Regions from separate parts of the Mus musculus genome. Here region 1 is linked to region 2. A link is a contact called in public HiChIP or PLAC-seq data. All regions are on one chromosome and are shown on one strand. The core of a region is the stretch at or near the end of the contact, and the rest is flanking DNA. Distances in the headings are between cores, read along the strand shown.

What was found. HiChIP or PLAC-seq counts read pairs in DNA pulled down with a chosen protein or histone mark.
Region 1: a FOXA1 HiChIP or PLAC-seq map of pancreatic cancer cells shows a contact between it and region 2. The contact joins two enhancer-like sites. A contact is called at or near these places in 1 of 484 Hi-C or Micro-C datasets (embryonic stem cells), 1 of 115 datasets of contacts at active chromatin or transcription factors (pancreatic cancer cells) and 1 of 9 other capture datasets (pancreatic islet).

The regions. Positions count from the first base shown.
Region 1 is chr11:102,748,190-102,752,664 of GRCm38.p6, forward strand. It overlaps the pseudogene Gm39501. Among named protein-coding and RNA genes, the nearest start is that of Adam11, 11 kb to the right of the region's middle. Within about 2 kb of position 1,737, at least 40 of the 459 cell types and tissues checked have an H3K27ac peak or open chromatin away from gene starts, as enhancers often do. A contact at or near this core is called in pancreatic cancer cells, where this site is marked.
Region 2 is chr11:102,580,778-102,585,451 of GRCm38.p6, forward strand. No RefSeq gene overlaps it. Among named protein-coding and RNA genes, the nearest start is that of Gm11627, 4.0 kb to the left of the region's middle. Within about 2 kb of position 1,669, at least 57 of the 459 cell types and tissues checked have an H3K27ac peak or open chromatin away from gene starts, as enhancers often do. A contact at or near this core is called in pancreatic cancer cells, where this site is marked.

The DNA.
Region 1 (4,475 bases), core at 487-2,986, 170 kb after region 2:
ATAGGGTACCCCCACTTATGTTACCCACACACTGGGATGTGGCAGTAAGGCATCTGAAGACAAACCAGGAAGGACAGAGTTCCTTGTACACATTTAATGTAGAGAAACAGATACAGGTTGCGGTGCAGCCTTACGAGGGCTGGAACGTGTGCTGGCGTCCTTCCTCAGACCTTTCCCTCCCCCACTGTAGTCAAAATGGAAGGTTTCTGTGTCTCGGGAAGTTTCATCCTTGCTGCCATCTGTCTAAATCCTTTCCTGAAGTTTCTTTTCTGAGACCCAGAGGCTCCAACACTGTTAGGCAGCTCACACTGTACCAGGTAAGTCCTTTTGATTCCTGAGGACCGTGGCTGGTTACAGGCCAAAGTCCACCCTCAGGGGCCTGCTGGTCAGAGTTGGCACTGATCATCAGCTCGCTCCATTGGCAAAGACTCTTCTGGGAACTCAGCCCAGAGAAGAGGTCACTGGAGCCGTATTTACACAGTGGTCTTTAACTGAAGATTTTGACTTAAAAGTGTTTGGAGAGCAAAAGGCTGTTTTCTGAAACTCATATATATATGAGAGTCATCAGAGTCTCCTGGTTCCCCAAAAATGCAAGTCCCAGGGGCAGAGGACATGGCTCAGTGGGTAAGAACAGTTTCTGGGCAAGTGTGAAGATCTGAGTTTGAATCCCCAGCACCCATAAGAAAAGCCTGGCATAACTGTCCATGTAACCCCAGCACTGTGAGGGTGCATGCATGTAACCTCAGCACTGTGAGGGTCCTTTCAGCTTAGCTCCAGGTTCAGTAATAGGCTCCGTCTCAAGGGAATGAGGTAGAGAGTTAAAGAGCAGGCTTTCCCTGGCCTCTCTGTACTTAAGTGCACATGCACCCAAACACATGTGCACATACACCAACTACATAGACACAAAGTAGGTCCCCAATATTTTTTAAATAAATGCAGGCTTCTGGACTTCTATCCATACTTGCAGAATCAGAATCTATAATGGCAAGAGTCAAGCATGATGGTGCACACCTGTAACCTCAGCCAAGGCTGGAGAGTCACGAGTTCAAGGCCAACCTGAGCTAAACAGTAGGACTTTGTCTCCAAAATCCAAGGGCTGAGGAAGGAGACCATAGCTTTCCTCACTTTCCTGCCCCGTAAAAAGCCTTGGGGTTAATCCCAACCATGGGCCATCAAGGATACTCAGACATATGCAAAGAATCTCTGATTACCTGCAGTCCTAAAAGCTCAGAAGTTAGGAAGGAGGGAGGGAGGCAGCCAGGGAATGAGGGAGGAAGGGAGGGAGACAGACAGACAGAACAAAAGAAAGAGTCTGAGAGGCCATTGAATCCATCACCTGAGCTGAATTCCTTCTCTACTTTGGTCAGTGAACTTTCAAATTCCCAGGATCTGCAGAGCCAGAACCCTGACAAACCTGTGTGTCACATGGCCATCCAATACAGCAAGTGCCCCACGCCCACACCCTTAGTCAGTCCAATACAGCAAGTGCCCCACGCCCACACCCTTAGTCAGTCCAATACAGCAAGTGCCCCACGCCCACACCCTTAGTCAGTCCTCATTTCTTAGCCCATCAGTGGTGTGAACTGAAGTCTCTCCCTCCCTCCCTGCCTCCCTCCCTCCCTCCCTCCCTCCCTCCCTCCACAAATTCTCTTTGTGTAACCCAGGCTGGCCCTGACCTCATTGTCCCAATGTCCCAGCTTCCCTAGGGATTACAGGACATGCCTGGCATGTTGTCAGATCCTTCCTAACTTCTGAGTCACAGGGTTAGGTCATGGAGTCAACAGTGGAACAAGGAAGACTCAGCCCTAGAGTCTGTAGAGCCATGAAGAACCCCTGTCCCTGAGCAGATGAAACTGAGGTCAGGAAATAGCAGTGTGAGAGAGCAGAGAAAGATGCCTTCCCCTTTGTGCCTTCGCCTTTGTGCGGCAGATGGGGAAAGACTCCGCGCAATAGATGAGGGTGCATCTGGGAGTCAAGGCTGAAGTCCCCAATGCCTTTGTCCCTTTCCTAGAAGGTACAAGAGATACCAGACAGCAGATGCCCTAGGTGTGCCGCAGAGCAAGGCCTGGGATGGCCTTGGGTTTGCAGTGGAGCTGAGAAAGCTGTAAGGGGGTGGGGCAGGGGGAGGGTAATGAAGCAATGAATTTTGGTTTTGGGCTGTGAGGAGCCTTGCAAGGATTGACCTAAATCAGGGATCTTTGTGTGTATAAAGCCCCACATTCGTGTGTATAAGAATTAAGGAAAGAAACGGATACTTTCACATTTTTAAAATAATTAAGTGGGGTGGGGCGCGCACTTGTAATCCTCGCTCTCCAGAAGTAGAAAGATTATGGGCTAGTTAACGGGACTCTCACTTCCCTTCCATAGTTAGATATCCATGTATACATATATATGGCACTATAAATATAGCATGCATACATATATAGCATGCACTTGCACTCAAAATTCAAGAACTACAAAAGGCTTAAAGTGAAAGTGGATTCCACATCCATCCTCCAGTTCGCATACATTCACACAGCACATCCGACCGTTTTAACCTCCGTCCTGGGGCAAATGGTGCTCCATGTGCGGCTTCTTGCTTCCCCCAGTATACCTTAAATAATTTATAACTGCTACTAAAAAGCGTCTTTAAATGCCCCCCCCCAATCTTTGGCTACAGAATATACCATTGCCTGAATCTGCAGTGCTTTGTTTAACCTGTTTCTTGCTAATGGACACAGATTAGCTGCAGTGAGTAAGTATTTACAATCAATGTGTAGTGGGTAATAAAGTCCTGAGGTAGCGACACTGGGTCAGAGGGTGCCTACATTTATAATTTTCTTCAGTGTGGCCAAATTATTTTTTACTCATTTACTCATTCACACACACACATACACTCATATGTACTCACTGTGTCTCTCTCTCTCACACACACACACATACACACACACATGCACACACACACATACACTCACACACATGTACATGCACACACATACACACTCACACACATGTACATGCACACACACACTCACACATACACACACTCTGTTTCCTTGGCCCCTTGTTATTCTAGCAAACTGATAAATTGGAGCATGTATGATATAGTCCTAGTCTTCATTTTCTCTTACAATGAATGGCGTCAACAGTTCTGTCTGGTCATTTGGGTTTTCTGTGTGAGGCCTCTGGCTACCCTCTGCTCGTTTTCCTGGGTTATTGATCACTTTCCTGGTGCTTTGTAAGGAGCCCTGCATGCATTAGGGCACCAGCCTTTTAAAATTAACTTGTACATAGTTTTGGAATCAGTGGCTTCTCTCTTAACTGTGCTTATGACCTCTACCCTATATACATCTGTATAAAGTCGAATTTATCGGCTTTTCCATGTTTCCTACAGTTTGTGTTATACCTTTAAAGTCCATAAAAGGGATTGGACTTGCTGAATTTGCTAAGACAGCCAAACAGCAACACCCTTTAGGCTCTTTGCAATACAGGGCTGAAATTCCAGAGAGATGTTTGCAGAAGATGCCTGCCTGCCTGTCTGTCTGTCTGTCTGACTTGCTTCATTTGAGGAAGAAGGGTTCTGTGAATGCTGCCTCTGCAGACTTCCCTGTGGTGAGCCCCCTCCCTAGTAGGCCACCACTCCCCACACTGTTCTGGGGGAGCCCAGTTTGTCAAGGATGACCCTTGCCTGCCCAGTCCCCTCTTTGCCTTGCCCAGTGCTAGAAGTGCTGGGATCTCAGCTTGCCCCACCGTAGCTGTATCTTAACTCCCTGTGCCTCCCATTGGGCAACATCTTCAGAGTGCTCAGCCCCAGGGCTTTGCCCGAGAACACCATCCGTATACAGGAGCAGATCAAATCATCACCCAGCTCAGCCACGACTTTATGGGCATCCCCTCTCGGGCCAGGCTCCCCACGTGAGCCCAATCTGTCCCTCCTCCAGGTGGGAAGGAACCCTAAGGTTAACAGCATTGGCTTCTTCTTTCTCTCCCCTCCCCTTTCCTTCCCACTCTCTTCTGTCCTGTTTGTATTAGGGGTGGCCGTTGGCATGGTGGAGAGTGAGTAGCTCTGGCTAGCTAGAAATGAGTGTACAGAGAGCTCCTGGGTCCCTCCAAGATGCACAAGCAAGGTCCTTCTCACTTTCCAGAATTTTCCTACCCCAGGAAAGATTGCATAATGAGAATCCCAGGGCCTTTTGCACCCAGCTTTCCCCTCCACTGCCCACCAGGTACAAACACTCCATCACCTAGAGCTGGGGCTTCCCACTGTCACCTGAATCATTGCCTCGGGATTCAGCTTAGACAGCGGGCTCTGCAGCTACCAAAGGCCACAGCTACAGAGTGGAACAGCCTCTGATCCATCTATGGCCAACTCCAACCACAGATCTTAGAGCCAAAAGGTGCACACACCGCCCTGACTGCCCCTGTAGTGGCAAACTCACACAAACCTTCCACATGCCAAACCCTAGCAGGAGAAGCATCCTTGCCCTCTGCCCAGC
Region 2 (4,674 bases), core at 419-2,918:
AGAGACTCTTGTGAAGATAGAAGGGTTTGTCCTCATACACAGGTTGCCGGGATAGCTCAGTCGGTCAGTGCCTGCCTAGCATTCACAAAGTCCCAAGTCTGATCTCCAGCACCACATATAACCAGGAATGGTGGAGCTTTGTGAGTTCAAAGCCTACCTGGTCTGTTGGACCTTCGGAGGTCCTGATACCAACATGGTCTACATAATGAGTTTCAGGCCAGCCTGGTCTATGTAGAGAAACCCAGTCTGGAAAGAAAATACTACAAAACAAGCTTCTACTACTTATGCTGTTCCCAGTGGTGGCCTCAGAGCTCCCATCCTGCAGACTAGAGAAACAGAGCCCAGCAGTGAACCAGCCCCGAAGAACAGACCCAGTTCAAGGGCTCGGGGAGAGTTGGATAAAAATCACTGGAGAGGTTGTTTATTTTCCTATGAGATGTCCACTGGTTCACTCAAGCAGGGCTGCTTTTCCTTCCTCCATTTTGGTGCTCTTTGGTCCGTCTCCTCATCACCATATGTCACTCTGTCTGGGCCCCTCAGCCAGGTGGAAGATGCGGACTTGCAGTCCACCAGATACCCAGGGATTCTTCGTCTCAGAGTGTCTTTGGCCAAGGGGCTCTGGCATCTGGCCAGTGCCTTTCTCCCTGCTAGACTGGCTCCCCACAGGCCCCTAATCCATCTCACGCAGCAGGAAGCCCTTAAGCTCCCTTTTCAATGCCCTTCCCCAGCCTGCTGTGGGCTCTGAGCCTTTCTATACCACCCTTGGCAGGAGCTATGTTATACAAGCTGGACAGAACTGCCCTTGGAAAGAGGTCATCTTGCCCCAAGCGGCTTCCTGCTCCTGGCTGGCTGGCTGGCTGCTTCTCTGCTGTAGCCTGGTCCTTTCCCCAGGGTCACCCTTCTAGTACGTTGCCTGGGCATCTCATGGCGCAGATAGCCCTGGCTAAATCACCATCAAAGTTCCACACGGTTCAGGTGGGGTAGAGAGGACGCTACAGAGACGGTGGGCAGGACACTGGGGTCTGCCACAAGTGTGGCAGGCAGAAGTGGCCTCTGGCTCTGTGCCATCAATCTTTTAAAAAGACCATTCTTCACTTTTCCCGATTCTTTCAGCCTCCACGGGGCATTCTCAGACTGTGATACTGCCCAGATAGCACCAGGCAAGCTTAGCCCTTGGGAGAAAAGAGCCAAGCAGAGGGGAGACAAGAGCTGGGGACACAGGTCCTTTCTTCCTAGGATGTAATACTAATTGCTTGTCAACCCTGGAGACTCGACAGCTTGAATCATTCTACAGTGGGCTTGGTTTCAAATCCCTAATCCTGTGACTCCAGCACACTGACTTGTTAATGGTTTTGATTTTTGGTTTGGAAAATATAAATTCTTTGTTCAAGCTGGCTCACATCTATAATTCCAGGACTTGGGAAAGCCGAGACAGGAGGATTGCCAAAACTTGTGAGTTCCAGGCCGATTGGACCTTAGAGCAAGCCCCAACCTACAAAACGCGCGTGTACTGTCTCTCTGCCCTCGACTGACTTCTGCACCCCCGTTTCTTCAGTGTCTCTCTGTGTGTGGGGTCTTCCCACCTAGGCCCCTTCAGCCTTGCCTGGAAGTCGGCAACCTAGGAGTGGCTGGAGAGAAGTTGGGGATGCTGCCAAGAGGTCGGTTTGTAGTTCAGATTCCTCTCATTCCAGACTCAGCAGGCTTTCTAAGGGAAGGGCTGTGATAGGGAGGAGGACCCTTGGTGCACCAGCTGTGGAGAGAAGAGGGGTGTTCGTTCTCTTTAGCTGACCCCCCCAACCACAAGTAGGACCCTAGGACCTGCGCGCACCAAGTACAGCCCTTGCCCCCTCAGCAGCCTGCACTTTAAGGCCCTCCCGACACGGGAGCCATAGTCAGGGCTAAGTTCTTTGCATTTTCCAGAGTCCCTCACTCTCCTGGGTGTGCTAAGGTGGGCATTTGGGGGCGGGGAGACTGAGCACAGGAGGAATTGCCTGGGAAGTGTGACTGGTTCAGCCCCAGTTTCAAAGAAGCCATAGTCCCCCCCAAATGAAGTTGGCCAAGTTTTGCTTTAACCCAGCAATGGGGTTTGTTATTCTATCCTGCAACTCCTAGGCCAAAGAATTCCTCAAGGGTTATCTGGGGTGACCTTGCCCTGGGGGAAGGCAACCTGAAACCCCACGCCTCCCTTCCCGGCGACTTCAGAGTGTAGAAATCCGTGTACCTGCACCTCTCCCTGGGAAACATCCCCTCTCCAACAGTGTCTTCCTGACCCAGGCAATGGAGGGAAAACAAACATTGCAGGCAAGGGTTGGGTGTCCATCAAATGAAGTGACCACTTTGTCTGACCTTCTCAACCCTTTAAGAAAGAAGATTAATGTCGCCTTTTGTCACTGAGTGACCTATGCCAGGAAGGACCACATTGGCTAGTTTAGGCTCAGTTGAGCTTCAGAAGTCGGAATAGAGAGCCTGGGTGGACTGAGGGACCTGAGAGAGGCGGTGGAGTCTCAGTTGGAGATGGAGTGTAGTGATGCTGACAGGTAAGAAAAAAATTCTTTGGGAGGTGGTGGTGGGGGTGAGATAGGGTTTTTGTTGTTGTTGTTGTTGTTGTTGCTTTGTTTTGTTTTGTTTTGTTTTTCTTCCCAAGGTGAGTTTCTCTGTGTAGCCCTGGCTGTCCCCAAACTCACTTGTGGACCAGGCTGACCTCTAACTCAAGAGATCCACCTGCCTCTGCCTTCTGAGTGTTGGGATCAAAGGTGTGTGTCACCACAACCCAGCACATAGATTGTGTTTAAAGAGGAGTCTTAACTCAGGAAGGGACTTCCATATAGGATCCTGTAGGGTCTGAAAGCTGGGTCTGAAGGAACATTTCTAATTCAGACCAGGGCCAAGGAGAAAAGAGAAAAGTTCAGGGGAAAAGAAATTCAGGAGGCCAATTTCTTGAGATAGCATCTTTTGATTGATTGATTGATTGATTTAAATTCTTTTGTTGTTTGTTTTTCGAGACAGAGTTTCTCTGTGTAGCCCTGGCTGTCCTGGAACTCACTTTGTAGACCAGGGTGGCCTCGAACTCAAAAACCCGCCTGCCTCTGCCTCCTGAGTGCTGGAATTACAGGCGTGCGCCACCACACCTGGCTTGATTGATTTAAATTTAAAAAAACCTATTTCTTCCCTCTGTCTTTCCCTCCAGACACTACAGAGATTCAGTTGAATTTCTAGGGCAGTTGATACCTCCTCCATCCGTGAGGCCTTGAAGGACCACTCGTTATTACTTTGAATGCTTTGTTAAGCAGTCCTCGTTTTTGGATAATTTTATGAACTAAGATTTGGACTGTGCCTTGGGTTGAGCATAGTGGGTGTGCAACTTTAATCCCAGCACTTGGGAGGCAGGGACAGGAAGATCTCTGTTTAGTCAAGAGTTCTAGGCCAGGGGCTAGAGAGTTGGCTCAATGGTTAAGAACGCTGGTTGTTCTCCAAGGGGACTCAGGTTCAATTCCCAGCAACCACCTGGCAGCTCACAACTGTCTTTAACTCCAGTTCCAGGGATCCAATGGCCTCTTTTGGCCTCTATGGGCACTGCATGTATAAAATACACAGACATAGATGTGGGCAAAACACCTCCATACTTAATAAAATAAAATAATCTTAAAAAAAAAAAAGGTTTAGACTACCTCAGAGACCTTCTCTGTCTATCCTATACAGGGAAAGGTGTCTACCCACAGCAAGATGATGAGATGATGGTTGAGTAGAGTTGGGTGTCCCAACTTTAGGGCGTGTTGATGGTGAATCTTGTCTTTTCTACTTTGGAGAATTGAACTCAGGACCTCTGGAAGAACAGTCTGTGCCCTTAACCTCTGAGCCATCTCTCCAGCCCCAGTTTGTGTTTCTTTTATTGGCTGGTTTCATTTATAACCAGGCAAATTCCCCATATACTGAAATTCAGAGTCTGAAGAATCTTGTAACCTCCCCATAAAAATCCCCTAAGTTGTTTAATTTATTTTATTATTATTATTTTATTTTTGTAATGGGAAGGAAAAGCTAGATTTTACCCAGTCCTCGCCAAGTCCCTTTCTCTTTAGCTATGGCTAGTACTAAGTATTTGATTGACAGCTGGCACAACCGAACTTTATTTTAGAAACCTTATAGCCCCCTCTCAGATAAGGAGTAAACTCAGTTCCTTCCTGGGGACCTTCTGTGGGCTACAAAGGATCATTCACATATTGGCGGACCCTGGCTTGAGGGTTCAAGAAGTCAAGGGGGTTCCTAGAGAAGGCCTGGCTAAAGAGGTGGGGACTGTCCTTGTGTCCCAGGGGTAGGATCAACCAGGTGAGCTGGGTAACATGGGAGTTTGGGTCCTCAATGACAGACAGGTACTGGGACTCAGGGTGTAAGGGTTTACAGAAAGGAGCATCTTGTAAGTCTAGTGCAATCAACCATTCTGGGGTCCTTTGGGGTCTGGGCTAGGAGAGCGTGTAAGTTGGGGCTGGAGGGGTGAAGTGGAATTTCACCTTTATTTATTAGTGTGAGGCCTGGGACTGGTCTCCACTCTCTGTTAGATTTTGGGTTTCAGGAATAGGAGCACGAACTGCCATTTTACATTGGCTGTATTTGGTGAAGTCCTGATGTATCTGGTTTAAAGGATGCTGTCCTTGGTAGGGCAATAAAAAGAAAACTGTT